Regions from separate parts of the Mus musculus genome. Here regions 1, 2, 4 and 5 are each linked to region 3. A link is a contact called in public HiCAR-type, HiChIP or PLAC-seq and promoter capture Hi-C data. All regions are on one chromosome and are shown on one strand. Each heading gives the region's core, a stretch centred on a gene start, on an enhancer-like site or on the middle of the called end of the contact. The rest is flanking DNA. Distances are from core to core; before and after follow the strand shown. Region 1 holds the start of Nefh (neurofilament, heavy polypeptide). Region 2 overlaps Nf2 (neurofibromin 2). Region 3 holds the start of Pes1 (pescadillo ribosomal biogenesis factor 1). Region 4 holds the start of Mtmr3 (myotubularin related protein 3). Region 5 holds the start of Zmat5 (zinc finger, matrin type 5).

What was found. Promoter capture Hi-C pulls out the DNA fragments that hold promoters and counts their contacts. HiCAR-type assays count read pairs that join an accessible place to other places. HiChIP or PLAC-seq counts read pairs in DNA pulled down with a chosen protein or histone mark.
Region 1: a contact with region 3 is called in a HiCAR-type map of astrocytes, with 4 times the contacts expected there. The contact joins the promoter of Nefh here to the promoter of Pes1 in region 3. A contact is called at or near these places in 2 of 39 promoter capture datasets (hippocampal neurons and liver) and 1 of 115 datasets of contacts at active chromatin or transcription factors (astrocytes).
Region 2: an H3K27ac HiChIP or PLAC-seq map of embryonic stem cells shows a contact between it and region 3, with 13 times the contacts expected there. The contact joins the enhancer-like site here to the promoter of Pes1 in region 3. A contact is called at or near these places in 4 of 39 promoter capture datasets (the 3T3-L1 cell line, hippocampal neurons and liver) and 2 of 115 datasets of contacts at active chromatin or transcription factors (both in embryonic stem cells).
Region 4: a promoter capture Hi-C map of pre-B cells shows a contact between it and region 3, with 1.9 times the contacts expected there. The contact joins the promoter of Mtmr3 here to the promoter of Pes1 in region 3. A contact is called at or near these places in 6 of 39 promoter capture datasets (the 3T3-L1 cell line, the HPC-7 cell line, hippocampal neurons and 2 more) and 1 of 115 datasets of contacts at active chromatin or transcription factors (extraembryonic endoderm stem cells).
Region 5: a promoter capture Hi-C map of liver shows a contact between it and region 3, with 2.9 times the contacts expected there. The contact joins the promoter of Zmat5 here to the promoter of Pes1 in region 3. A contact is called at or near these places in 4 of 39 promoter capture datasets (the 3T3-L1 cell line, liver and pre-B cells) and 1 of 9 other capture datasets (macrophages).

Annotation. Positions count from the first base shown.
Region 1 is chr11:4,946,690-4,949,389 of GRCm38.p6, forward strand. It overlaps Nefh (neurofilament, heavy polypeptide), which reads right to left and starts at 1,375. Exons shown (of 4, transcript NM_010904.3): 1 at 369-1,375. The coding sequence starts at 1,245. It also overlaps a transcript of Ap1b1 not described here.
Region 2 is chr11:4,801,867-4,804,566 of GRCm38.p6, forward strand. It overlaps Nf2 (neurofibromin 2), which reads right to left. Exons shown (of 17, transcript NM_001252250.1): 7 at 1,812-1,887. Among named protein-coding and RNA genes, the nearest start is that of Nf2, 46 kb to the right of the region's middle. Within about 2 kb of position 1,260, at least 95 of the 459 cell types and tissues checked have an H3K27ac peak or open chromatin away from gene starts, as enhancers often do. A contact at or near this core is called in embryonic stem cells and hippocampal neurons, where this site is marked.
Region 3 is chr11:3,962,672-3,965,371 of GRCm38.p6, forward strand. Pes1 (pescadillo ribosomal biogenesis factor 1) reads left to right here and starts at 1,304. Exons shown (of 15, transcript NM_022889.3): 1 at 1,304-1,389. The coding sequence starts at 1,366.
Region 4 is chr11:4,593,519-4,596,218 of GRCm38.p6, forward strand. It overlaps Mtmr3 (myotubularin related protein 3), which reads right to left and starts at 1,272. Exons shown (of 19, transcript NM_001373897.1): 1 at 1,085-1,272.
Region 5 is chr11:4,703,390-4,706,089 of GRCm38.p6, forward strand. It overlaps Zmat5 (zinc finger, matrin type 5), which reads left to right and starts at 1,267. Exons shown (of 6, transcript NM_026015.3): 1 at 1,267-1,332. Uqcr10 (ubiquinol-cytochrome c reductase, complex III subunit X) reads right to left here and starts at 955. Exons shown (of 2, transcript NM_197979.3): 1 at 768-955. The coding sequence starts at 917.

The DNA.
Region 1 (2,700 bases), core at 125-2,624, 980 kb after region 3:
GCGCAAGAAAGGGTGGGCAGAGTTGGCATGGCAAGCGGCTGCTGGATACCTGATACGCTGGGTCCAGACGGGGCTTGCTCCATTTCAGATGGGAGATCAGTCTGAATCTGGGGTCTAACAGTGTGTGGGGCACAGGGGTTGGCCCCGGTGTTTAATTACAGACATAAAAAATGTGGAGGGTGGTTTCCTTTTTCTAAAGGAAAATCCAGAGTTGGGGCGCCCCAAGGGAGGGTCTGGGTAAAACCGCTACTTTGTCAGGTGGCATGCACCTCGCAGCGGGTCTAGCTACTTCTGAGAGGAGTCCTCTCGGGCTGCTCACTGCTCCGCCAGGAGGGGGCGACCCCTTCCCACCCCGCGCTCCCGCGCACCTCGGAACCACTCCTCGGACTGCAGCGTGCTCTGCACCGCGTGGCCTTCGAGCTGCGCGCGGATCTCCCGCAGCGCCGACGTCACGTCGCACTTGAGGGCGTCGCGAGCCTCGGCCTGAGCCTGCGCCTGCGCGGCCCCGCAGCCCTGGATCTGACCGAGCAGCTCGCCCACCTCCTCCTGGTGGTGGCGCCGCAGGTAGCCGCACTCCTCCTGCAGCGCCTGCGCCTTCTTCTGCAGCTCCACGCGCGCCGCTTCCGCCTCCTGCGCGAAGCGCGCCAGGGCGCGCGCCGCCGCCTCCGCCTCCTCACGCTGCCGGGCCTCCTCGTCCAGCCGCTGGCGGACGTGAGCGATGTCCTCCAGCAGGTGCTCCTGCTCCAGGCGCAGCTGCCCGCGCGCCGCCCCGAGGCGCAGCACGGCGCCGCGCATCTCGCGCACCTCGCGCTCGTACAGCTCGCCCATGGCGGCGCGGCCGGCTTGCTGCTGCCGCAGCGCCGCCGCCTCGCCCTCCAGGCTGCGGTTGTGCGCCTCGAGCTGCCTCACCTTGTCGATGTAGCCCGCGAAGCGGTCGTTCAGAGCCTGCAGCTGCTCCTTCTCGCTGCGCGCCGCCACCGCCGCCACCACGCAGCCCTCTGGGCCGTTGCTTAGGGTGTCTAGCGAGTCGGTGCTCGAGGCGGCGCCGCGGAAGCGGCTGGGTGAGGCGGACACGGAGCTCACGGACGTCCGCGCCCACGAGTGGAAGCCGCTGGAGGAGCCGGCCGCGGAGCGCGTGCCGCCCGGGCCTGCCTTGCGGCTCAGCGAGTAGTGCAGGCTGCCGCCTCCGTGCAGCGGCGCGAACGGGGCGCCCAGCAGCGCATCGGCGCTGCCGAAGCTCATCATGGCCGGAGCAGGTGCGGCCGCCAGCGGAGCGGGAGTGCGGGGCTGGGACGGGGCAGGCAGCACTGCGGCAGCTCTGGGACTCCGGCTCTTTTATATCCGCGGTGGCCCGGTCCGGCCCCTCGGCAGTGGGGGGCTGGGGAGGAGGGCCCCACCCTCTCCACCTCCTCCCCCGCGGCCCCGGGCCGACCGGCTTCTCCGCAGTGAGAGGGGCGGGGCTGGGGGGGACGACCCAGGAGTGAAGGGGAATCGACGCATCGTCAGTAGAGCCTCCCGAGGTCAGACCAAGGAGTAAAGGACTTCCGGAGCGGACAAGTGCAGACCTCCAGGTGCATGTCGGAAGACCCTATTAGTCAGAATAAGACCCTCAGAATAAGAGAGGGCACTGGAAATAGGGAGAGGATTGCAGAACTGATGGGTCAGGGCGCCTTCGGGTTGAAGCAGTGGGAGACTGCAGTGATTACTATGAGAGGACACCCCCACTTGAGAAGCAGCACAGGGTTGGTTCCCTGATAGTTAGAGAGGACCTTGAGATGAGGAGTGCAGACTGCAGTCACCCACGAAGGGATTCTGTATGGGGTTGCATGATGGATGCTACTGATGATAAATGGGGACCTTCTAGCTGGCGGTGCAGTGTTCCCCAGATACTACAGCGGCCCTGGGCCACCCAAAGGGGCTTAAGGAACTGTACAGCTGGCTTCGGGGTTGGGGTTGGGGTGGGCGTGGAGTTTGAAAGGACCGCAAAGCTACCCTGAGAAGGAGAACACTGCAGACGGAGAAAGGGAGCGCTGGGTGAGAGGAACGTGGTGCTCTCTAAAAATTCCAGTGGCCACGACTGGAAAGTGGAGTCTCCTCTTGCCCGGAAAGGAAAACTGCCTACGAAGAACAGGGGGTCCCTCAGTAGGCAGCAAGAGCCTCAACACCGAAGCCAAGTTCTGCCACAGGGTGGGGTTAGCTTCTGTGCTTCGCTAGCTGAATGACCTTGTACAAATTGTGTTCTCCTATGTTTGGTTTTCCCTTGTGTGCAAGAGACAAGATGCAGCTCCAAGCTCCCATGTGCCCCTAGGAGGTTCGAACTTGGGAAATGTCTGGCTGATTTTGGGGAGGAGAACCCACATATTGCCAGTCGGAATAGTAACCAGTTCCTCTCACCTGAGAACTTTGTCTTTCTCCCTTCCTTGCCCGATTTTTCTGCTTTATCTTGGCATCTCATTCCTTTTCCAGAATAGATGAACCAGTACTGCCGTAAGCATCCCCTTTCATGCTCCGAGGAAGTGGTGGAGTGGTTTTTCAGTACCAAAGTCCACCGACCTCCATCATGAGCCCTACTGAGGCTTCAGGTGAAAGGGCGGGGACGGCGGAGGGGCTTAGACTTGGAGCTCTTGCTTTATTATACGGCTCGTTCTTGGTTTGGTTTTCCGGTCAAAAGCGGTGTTAGTGGACGGAGCCGCCCGTGCC
Region 2 (2,700 bases), core at 10-2,509, 840 kb after region 3:
AAATGCTTTTTTCTTTTAAACAATTAATGTTGGTGGTGGGCAAGAGACAAAACCACAGAAATGCATTAGTCTAACCTCAAAGAAACAGATGTCAAACACAAACTAATAAAACTTTTAATTATTTAATACTTACTAATTTGTGTGTGTTGTGTGAATGCATGCTTATGCCACAGCACACATGTGAAGATCATAGGACCATGTGCCGTACAGTAAGAACAAGAGTTCTCTCCTTTCACCGTGTGAATTCCATGACCTGAACTCAGCATGTCAGGCCTGGCAGCAATTGCCTATCTACTACTCCATCTCACTGGCCCTCATGACACACGAGAAACAACCTTCTGCATTCTTTTTTATTCTTATTTTTTTAAAGATTTGTTCTTATTTTGATGGTTTTTAGTTACGTATTTCTGTGTCTGTGCACATAAGTGCAAGTGCCCTCAGAATCCACAGGCCTCAGATCCCCTGGAGCTGGAATGTCAGGCAATTGTGAGCCTCCCAAACCACGAGCTGGGACTTGAACTCAGGTCCTGCTACAAGTAAAATATCTTTTAGGCCCTTGCTTATTGTGGTAGTACATTTCAGTGTGCCCTGGTTTTTTTGTTTGTTTGTTTGTTTTTTGTTTTGTTTTTAAAGTTTTTTTTAAGATGTTTATTTATTGTTATACATAAGTACACTGTAGCTGTCTTCAGACACCAGAAGAGGGCGTCAGATCTCATTACCGGTGGTTGTGAGCCACCATGTGGTTCCTGAACTCAGGACCTTTGGAAGAGCAGTCAGTGTTCTTAGCTACTGAGCCATCTCACCAGCCTTTTGGGTTTTTTTTGAGACAGGGTTTCTCTGTGTAGCCCTGGCTGTCCTGGAACTCACTCTGTAGACCAGGCTGGCCTTGAACTCAGAAATCTGCCTGCCTCTGCCTCCCAAGTGCTGGGATTAAAGGCGTGCACCACCACACCCGGCTTATGCCCTGATTTTTAATGCAAAAAAAAAAAAAAAAAAAAAAAATCCACAAAAACCTGCATTTAGGAAACAAATTAAGTAGAAAGCTATCCTAGAATACTGAAATCATGCTTAATTCAATTTACTCAACGTTAACATAAAGGCTGTCTGTAGGACCCCAAAAGGGGGAAGCAAAGAGTTTGTGGGATAGTCCAGGGGATGGCTGCAGCTGACCTTCAATGGCTACTCCTCTGTAGCCAAGCTTCCTGGCACCCGCCACCCAGCAGTGAGGAAAAGCCCGGTACTTGGCATGTGCTCCTCTGGAGGAAGCCATGAATACCGCAGCCAGCAGCCAAATCCCCCAACGAGCGAGAAACACGCTCTAGGGCCAGACCTGAACAGAACACAAATGCCTTTCTCTGCAGAGGCATGGTTCCCGGAGGCCTGCAGACCATTAATGGTCTGAATAGAAAACTAATTAGCCTCACAGTGAGAACAAGAGTTCCACCCAAACAAATTAGGAATCTCTAAGAGCAGTGGGCCCCGGGGAAAGACATTATTTCCAGGTGCTCCTTGGATTTCCCAAGAGGCCGGAATAATCAAACATTACATGGCCAGCATTCCAACAGGTCTCTGCTAAGAAGAGAACCGGGCCTGAGTCCCTCAGGGTACCAATGACACTTAATTTGATCTATTTCTGATCTAATTCGAAGCCCCAAATGAAACCAGGCTCTCGACCTTGTCTTCCCGTTTCTTCTTTACTACTGAACCATAAAGACTCTAAGCACCCTGGGATGAGGAAGTGACCCATCTGCCTGTGTGGCCTCGACTCAGTCTTTCTGAGAGCCAGGGAACTGGGGAAGGAGTCAACGCACCCGGATTGTAAAGTAGTTCACACCATACATCTCCAGGTCCTGAGCTATCTTCAAATACTCCATTTCAGCTTCATCCCTGTGAGGAGAATAGAAGACACCATTATTAGGGCTAAGTGACAAGGATGAAGGACAGACTCTTGCCAAGTCAAATATTCTGAGCATGCCTCTGGTGAGATAGAAGGGACCTGCAGAAGATGAGACAGACCAGACACAGCAACACTTTTCTCAACCCAGAGATTCCCATCCCCGTGAAAATAAGAAAACAGATTCATTACACTGACTCTTGGCTTCAATTTCACACTCTGGCCTTGGTAAATAGTGACATCTGTCTCAAGTGATTTAAAAAAAAGAACGTGGGGGCTGGGAGTGTAGCTCAGCAGCAAAGCACTCACTCCGCATGCGCAAAGCTCTAGGTTCCATCCCCGGCATTGGCAGAAAGAAAAAACAAAGCCACAGTGCATTCATTCTTTCCGACCTCAAATGCACGAAGTCACTGCCTGTCTCTGTGTACTTCCTTAACCTAGAGCTTCAGTAATGAAGGGGCCTCTCTAGAAGCTGACAACACCCACTTTCCTGGTTTTATCTCTTGGGTTACTGCTGAAGATTAAGGCAAGAACTATCTGAGCCATAAAACCCAGGCCAGTAGGTGAATGCTTCTGTGTTGTAAGTCGAGCTTAAAGCAAGCTCTGGATGCAGCAGTGACTTGCAGAAAACTCCCTGAGAGGTAAAAGTACTGAAGTATTTAACTCAAGCTTCCCTGTGACCTTGTTCTTGTCCTCTCTCTCATCTCGAAACACTCTCGAATGGATTTAAAAATTCACCCTGAGAGAATGCCAAGTGTTGGCAGGCAGGCGGAAGAACCAGAAATCACATACACTGCTGATGCAAA
Region 3 (2,700 bases), core at 54-2,553:
GATAAAGAGAATGTTCATTCTTATTAAACTCATCTTTCAAAGTTACATTTCAGCTATACATGACTTTAAGCAGAAAACCAAGAATTTTTTTAACATTTTGAAGTAAAAGTAATAAAATTTAAAGGAAATTGATAAAAAAGTCATAAATTTTAACTTTTTTATAAACATGAAATTACCACCTTTAAGACTGACTTAAACCTATCATCAGATCTCATAAGTTTAAAAATTATCTTTATAGATGGAATGATATGTTTTAAATGTGCGCACAACTTTTATGTGTGTGTTGCAGATCTGAACTCCATATCCTTATGCTTGCATGTCAGGAATTCTGTCCACTGGGCCATCTCCTCAGTCCTGTTTTGTTTTCTTGGTTTTGTTGTTTTGAAACACTATCTCTAGCACAGGCTGGCCTGAAACTTGTGCTCTCCCAGCCTCAGACTCCTGTGTGCTGGGATTACAGGCACCACCATCATGCTATGCCTTCCATTATTTTTCTTTCTTTTCATTTTTGTTTTGTTTCGACAGTGCGTCACTCAATACCCTCGCTGTCCTGGAACTTAGCCTCGGACTCACAGAGATCCGTCCCTTCTGCCTCAACTCATTCCCCAAATATAAGCAGTTCCTTAGACCCTCTCCGTGTCCGTGGGAGGTCAAAGGTCGGCCTTTGCTCTATTTTATTCTAACTTGAACAAACTAGGTGCAGCTGAATCTAAGGTCAACAAGGCAAAATCTGGTCAGCTGGGTTTACAACGCCTAGCAACCGTTGCCATGACAATTGAACTCCCTTAAACTCACTGGCCTAGCATTACAAAAACTAGTAGCTTTAGGTTTAGTGAGCATTTCTGTTTTTGTTTGTTTGTTTGGTTGGTTTGGTTTTTAAAGAAAACATCAGCCAGGCGTGGTGACACACATCTTTAATCCCAGTACTCTGGAGGCAGAGGCAGGCGGATCTCTGGATTAGAGGCCAAACTACAGAGCTCTCTGAATCCCAGAAGGCTCCGGGCTGTCTGTCTCCCATCCCTTCAGTCCTGCTGTATCCCAAAATGCACTGGGGCTCGCGTGCTCAAACAACCGTGTCTAGGGTGCTTATAAAACTGCCTAAATTTCCATGTTGCTTTAAAGCTTGTCTATAGATTTTGGTAACTAAGAAAAGAACTGAAAGAACTACCACAATTGTTGAGCTTTAGAGAATTTGGTTGTAAATAACGAGGTCGCCAAAAGCACAACTTTCTCTGGATTTGTACAGGCATATTTTCAGACAGCCCTCAGCTGGCGGCGTGGGGTCCTTCAGGGCCCTAGGCAGGGCACGTGCGGGAGGAAGTAGCTCTGGTGTTCTGGCTGCCTTGAATTTCTCAACGTGGAGCTATGGGAGGTCTGGAGAAGAAGAAGGTGAGTGAGTTCCAGCGGAGGTCGGAGCTCCGGCTTTATCACTTTCCCTGGCCTCTGGGGACCGAGAAGTCTTGAGACGGCCGCCGGAGCGAACCTTCTGCACGTAGGCCCCTGGAAGCCGGGAAGAACTGTGACGGGCTTTCTGTGGAAGGAGTTGTGGAGACAGGCGGAGCCGCCAAAAGAGTGATCAGTGACCAACGGGACGTAGAATTCATTATCAAGACTTGGGACTTTCTTAATTGAGCCAGGCCCGGTCCTAGGTACTGGGAATTGAGAAGTAAGCAGTCAGATGCGGCCCCGCTTTCCCAGTGTCAACTTCAGATAAAGTGGCTAAGGGTTTTTAAGTGCGCTCCTGAGAAAGGGAGGGAGGGAGGAGCAGTAGAGTGGAGAGTATCAACAGGCGCTTAATCCGATTAGTGTTGTCTTGTAGGTCCTCTTCTGACGTAGCATTTTAGTGGAAATCAGTACTTAAAGAACACTTTAGTCTGGGGCATGAAAATGTTGGGAAGTGTGGATGGTCCCCAACCTTCCCCTAAGAGAATTCTCGGCACTCAGAGAAAGGAGAGACTAATATCAGCGTGCAGCTGTAGCTTCCAGCCGTCTCTTAGCCGTCTCTGTGTTTGATGGTTTATATGGGGTTAGGCGTTGTCACAATCTTATATTTTAGGATGACCCTTTTGTTCCTTTACAGGCTCTGGTTATGATAGTTTTATCTTTAGCAGATGGAACTTGCTATCCGTGTGATATTGGTGGTGCTCAATTCTCAAGGGAGAAAATGACCTTTTTTTTTTTTTTCTTTAGAAAAGGGGAAAGGGTGAGCAGGTTAAAAGCAGAAGTCAGTGCAGTTTTAGCTCTGTTGTCTCAGATTAGAGACAGTTTCTTCTTCCTATGCAACCTTGTTTCCCAAGTTTAAGCTTCTTAATCATAATTAATGTGAAAGCTTGCTGTTTTTCTTTTTTCATTCAGAAGTGCTTAGCAGAGAAAACAGAAGTGAATTCCACGGCCAGTAGGAAAGAGAGGCAGGTGGTGTGCAGGGTTTTGGACAGACAGTAGCATGGCTGTGAGATGTAAATAAGTGAGGTGCTGTCTAGGTGAGGCTGGGGCCGTATCATGTGAGGCTGGAACTTATTCTGAGTGGAGAAGACAAAGAAAGTAAGTGACTTGATCTGAGTTATTCTTGCTTCTGTAAGGAGACTGTGGGTATGAAGTAACTTTGGGATAGGAATGAAGAAGATGAGATGGGCTCAAGTCTTTCCTTTGACTTGCAAGTTTCTGGTAACAATCTGCTTTGTTGTTTTTAATTACTTTTTT
Region 4 (2,700 bases), core at 22-2,521, 630 kb after region 3:
ATAACATATTGCATAGTGTTTACCCACAACGGTGTCATTCTGTAAACTCTTCTACTCAGTCAAGCATGGAAAAGAAGTCTTTCACTGGCCATCAACGCATGTTATTTGGTTTCCAAGTAAAAAACACAGAAACATTGCAGAATCTCAAAGAAGGCCTCCTTCACATCCCCACAAACAAGATCATTTTGATACAGAACCATCTACCATTCAATCGTAACTTCTGACGGCTCACTGTTCACAAGAGGAACGAGGCTGAGCCTCCACTACAAGAACACATGCACTTTTAATACAAAAAAAAAAAAAAAAAAGACCCTAAATGTCAAAAAGCCAAGTGGATGTCAAGATAGTAAGAAGAATAAAAACGTAAACTTCATTCTGACAATGACTGAACATTAATATCTAACAGAAACCTGTGTGTAAAACTCACAAGTGAGATGATCTGACTCCTGGTGGCCTAACAGAGTGTGCAAACTCTACTTCCAATTTTTGAAATAAGTTTTCTGGCCCCAACAATACCATCTTGGGTCATGAAATGCAATACATCCAGTACAATTTCAACCCAAGAAATAATACTGATCTTTTGCAGAGCTACTTGAGCAGTGTTCCCCGAGCTCCTCCAACCACCCCTGGACCTTCGTTCCCCTTCAAGCACTACCAGGTCAGGAGGATGCCCTGCTGCAGTTAGGCTGAGGCCCGCACAGCTCGCCCGTGGTTTCCAACAGCACGACCTCCGGCCTCTCGCCACTAAGGACTCCCACGGTCTCGACCAGGGCCTCGGGCCACACGCTCACCTCCCGGAGGCCCGGGAGCGTTTTCCAGGGCGCCCCAGCCGCAGCTCCCAACACTCCGAGTGTTACCCACCGCCAGGTTCAGGATGGCCGCCGAGCTCGGCGACCCCGCCTCCCCCGACTCGCCCGACCGGGCCTCGGTGCTCCATTCTGAGAGCTTGCCCCGGGAGGCCGCGGCCAACCCAGCCCTCGGCCCGCCGCCGCCTCCCCGGCCGGTGACAGCCGCCGCACTCGGCCCAGGTCCGCCCCTCCTCCAGCACCTCCTCGCCACCAGAGCCGGAGGGTGGGCTTCTTACCAGGCGGCAGGACATGGCGAGGCCCGCCACCGCAGGGCCTCCTCCGCCACCCCAGGAGGCTGCCAGCCAGGGTCGGCGGGGGCCAGCGCCTGGGCCGCTGGAGCGTCTCCGCCGGCTGCTCCGCCGCCGCCGCCGCCGCTGCCGCCGCCGCCTTCTCACAACCACAACAACATGGCGGCAGCGGCCACACAGAGCGCGCTCCCGAGACCGATCGGAGCTGAGAGCGGGGGCGCGCGCGCACGCTCCGGCGCGCTGTCCGCTGTGGGATGGGGGGCGGGGGGGAAGACTGGCCGTCACGGGATGGGCGAGGGCGGGGCCTGGCTCGTTGGTCACGCCCCAGGATGTGGGCGGGGCTGCAAGTCACCAGACTGTGGCTGCAGAGAAGCGTCAGGAGGAAGAAAAGAAAAATGAGAAGTGAATAAATAAACCGTTACGAATTAAGAAAAAGAAAAACAAGGTTTAGAAAGATTTTTCAGGCTTCTTTTCCAACTTAATGGACCAAGACAGCACTTCAGCTTACTCTACTTTCTATTAAAACTAAGAACAGTAGTGATATTATATCCCCAGCAAGTATAGTCAATATAAAACTAACTTAATACCGTGCATGTAAATATAGTGTGCTATAAGTTATGCCCAGAATACAAGTTCAAACTGCCTCAACGCCAGCTCCTAATAAAAAAAACCTCAGTGCTCAAAGAAAAGCAAGGGGGAAAAGAATCCCTACTTTGACTGGCCTCCAGAAGAGCCCCATAGTCTAACACTGTAATACCTTATTTTAGGTCAGCAGTCCTCGGGGTCTCAAATATCCTGAACCTCAGATATTTACATTATGATTCATGGTAGTAGAAAATTACAGTTATAAATTAGCGAGGAAAGTAAGTTGGGAGTCAGCATACGTGAGGAACTATATTAAAGTCACAGCGTTTAAAGGTTGAGATCTACTGGCTTAGGTCCTAACAAATCCTCAAAGATATTTCACTTCCTTAGATGAATTTTAACATGACCTTGATTTTTTATCAGAAGACAAGTAAATGAAATTTATCCCTGTATTTGTTAAATTGTTTATCTCCCCCCCCCCATTATTTGTTTCTTTGTATTCAACATTATTGCCTCTCTGCCCCCACTGGAGTTTAAGAATAATTAGAAAAAAAGGATGCTGTCTTATTTGTCATTATGTCTCCAGAACCTAAAATTGCACAACACAATAGCCAGACAAATCTCCTAATTATGGAAGAGCAAGTGTTTATATTTATCTAGTTGAATCTTCATAAATGGTCAGGCCTATCTTTATTTTACAAACAAAAAAAAAGTAAAACCCAGAATAAGTTGAATTTAACTTAAACTTCAAACCCAGGCCCAGATAACAACACAAACTGTCCTATTACTCTCTGGGCTACCCACCACATCACAGAATCTCAAGGAAGGTCAAGGAAGGCACTACATCACAGATCAGTTAGCAAAGACTTCCCACCGCCCTCCAAGGACCTGTCTTCCTCCTCTTCAATGCAGCTGATTGTGTCTCCGTTTTCACCTTCACTAGAAAAGCACAGGCTAAATTGGAAGTACAATGATTGCACCTCTTGGGTCAAAAAAAAAAATCTTTTGGTAGTGATAGC
Region 5 (2,700 bases), core at 17-2,516, 740 kb after region 3:
TCTAGCTCCGGGACAGCAATAGCTACACAGAGAAACCCTGTCTCGAGAAAAAGAAACCAGTCGATGAACATGCTGGCCATCAGTAACATACCTTCCCCAATACTCTCACAACCTTTGACATAAAACATGCACAGAGTGTGGGACAGTTAAGTCAAAGAGGGCTCGCCATTTCCTACTTTATATTCATCCCCACATTTTCCCAGGATGCTATCTTTCAGTGGTATCATTAAGTATGAACGGTAGCACCTCATCTGTATCCCAGGATCTTTGATCCACTATGACCTTTATTCAATACCACGGTTAAGTGCTTTAAGTCCAGTATTGCCAGTTAGGGCTTGAGGTTTCATAGTCTTCACGTTTAATCCAAAGAGCCTACGTGGGCGGCCTTCGGAACTGAAACATCAATTTTAAAAGGTCAGCCACATGGTCTAAGGAGACCTACTTTTAACGACTGCCTTGCTGAAATCTGCCCTTGAAACTAGCAAGGACGGCAGGGGTCGGAGTTCCAACTCACCACCGACTTAATGGAGTGGTTCAGACCCGTAAGTCCTCTGATGTCTCAGGAGTCAGGAGTTAGCTTTCGCAAATGAATATGTGGAACTGTGTGACAGGACATACCAATTAGGCCTCGCACCATGTCAAGAGAAATAGATGTATTAACGGGCACAGTTCACCCCAGACCTGGTAAGACTTGATTGAGTTCCGTCCTACCTCCCTCCCAGTCACCCTTCAGGCGGGCCCAAGGTCAGGATGGCCCAGGCCCTCACCCCCTCGTTGATGTGCTCGTAGATCGCGTCTGCGCCCTGATCGAAGGCTCGCTCGAAGAACAGGGCGCCCACTGCGATGGTGAGGGCAAAGGTGGAAGTTCTGCGGAACAGCAAGGAGTACAGGCGCGAAGGGATCGTCGGCGACGACATGTTGCCTCACTGCCGAACTCGCGCCACTGCGCTTGCGTAGAACCCAATGTCTTGCTCCAAAAGTTTCAACGCGCCCTGCTTTATGGGAATTGTAGTTTCTCTGTATCTCAGAGTCGACATTTTGAACCATTAAAGAAACTGATAATGTGCACAGGGTAACAGTTTATTACAATGTTCATATTCCACACAACCAAAATTTGATAAGACTTATTTCTCAGTTTTTCTCCTCAACCATTTCCTGCGTTTGGCTATTTTGAACTACAAGTCCCGAAAGCCCCTTAGCTTACCCATCTTCCCCAGTGCTGTCTCGCCTTCGTATTCCGCCTTCTCGGTACCTTAGGAAGGACTACAAATCCCAGCGAGCAGAGCGCAACGCGAGGACTCAAGAGGAGGAGCCCGGAACCAGGTATCTTTGGTGAGACATCCGCGTCCAAGTTTTAGGCTCTTTTCCCAATCAGAAGAGTAGGCATTTCATTCTAAGTCCGCGCTATCCGCTTTTTCTGGCATGGGGAGTGAATACAGAGGCAGGGAACCTGAGTTTCTGTGGCTGCATCTCGACTCTCTGCCTAACGTCCTTTGAACCTACTCCAGATGTAGGTTTGGGGGTGGCAAAAGTCGGGTCCTGCAGTTCTAACTCTTAAGCCACGTCTCAGGGGGGAAAGTGGCTTTGCACTTGCTTCCTGTTCTCCAGAGCGTAGGCTTTAAAGCCAAGAACCCCGGCTTCGGAGATGGGTGACCTGGTTGTAAAAGGCACCGTACTTTTCTGAGTATCCCCTCGGGGTCTTGAGATGATCCCCAGTAAAAGAAAGGTTCCCAGCTCTCCTGGAGCGCTCTGGCCGTGGTGCGTGGGCGATGGGGAAGCCCAGCACTTCTGGAAACTAATACTTTGTAAAAGAGAAAACCCAAATGCTTGGACGGATTGCTTGCTCTTTAAACCTGAGTAGCCGCTTAATGGAGGACTGAATATATTGTAGCAGGGTAAACAGGATAATGTTTCTAGAGGCAACTGCACTGCTGGGGTGCTTGAGAAAGTGTAGAGTGGCCTCTAATGAGTAGGTGGCCTGAAGTCATCTCTAGTCTGGCCTTGAATCCCGTCCTGGGTAAGGAGTCATTCTTTTCCTAATTGCACTAGGGAGTCACTGAATGGGTTTAAGCTGGAATGCTTTGAGGTCTATTTACATTTTAATGTTATCGTTCTGACTTCTTGCTAGAGCAAAAACTGAAGAGAAGAAATTGCAGAGGTAGGTAATTTAGAGTAGAGAGGTTTAGAATAATGGTCAGATTTGAGATGCATTTTGGTAGGTAGGATAGACAGAGCAAGCTAGCAGAAGTGTGCAAGAAAGGTAGAATTAAGAGGTGGGCTCGGTTGTGGGTGCCTTTAGTCTCAGCACTCCAGATGCAGGTGGGTCTCAGAGTTCAAGACCAGCCTGGTTTACAAATTCCAGGACAACCAGGGCTACACAAAGAAACCCTGTCCTGAAAAACCAAACCAAACCAAGAAACAAAAATAGGAATTAACATCTAGAGATAAATTAAGATTTGACTACAGAGACTAAATGGTTTGTGTTTGTTTGTATGGAGAAAAGGTTTTACACTTGCTCTGGCTTGCCTGGAACCAGCTACATAAATCAGCCTGACTTTTAACTCCTGGTGATCCTCCTGTCTCTGCTATCTCTGGAAGGCTAAAATTATAGACAAGCACTATCATGCCTGACCTGTAAATTGTGTGTTTATAGATTTGGTTTTGGTTATTTTAAATTATGCATATGTATGGGAGGTTAGG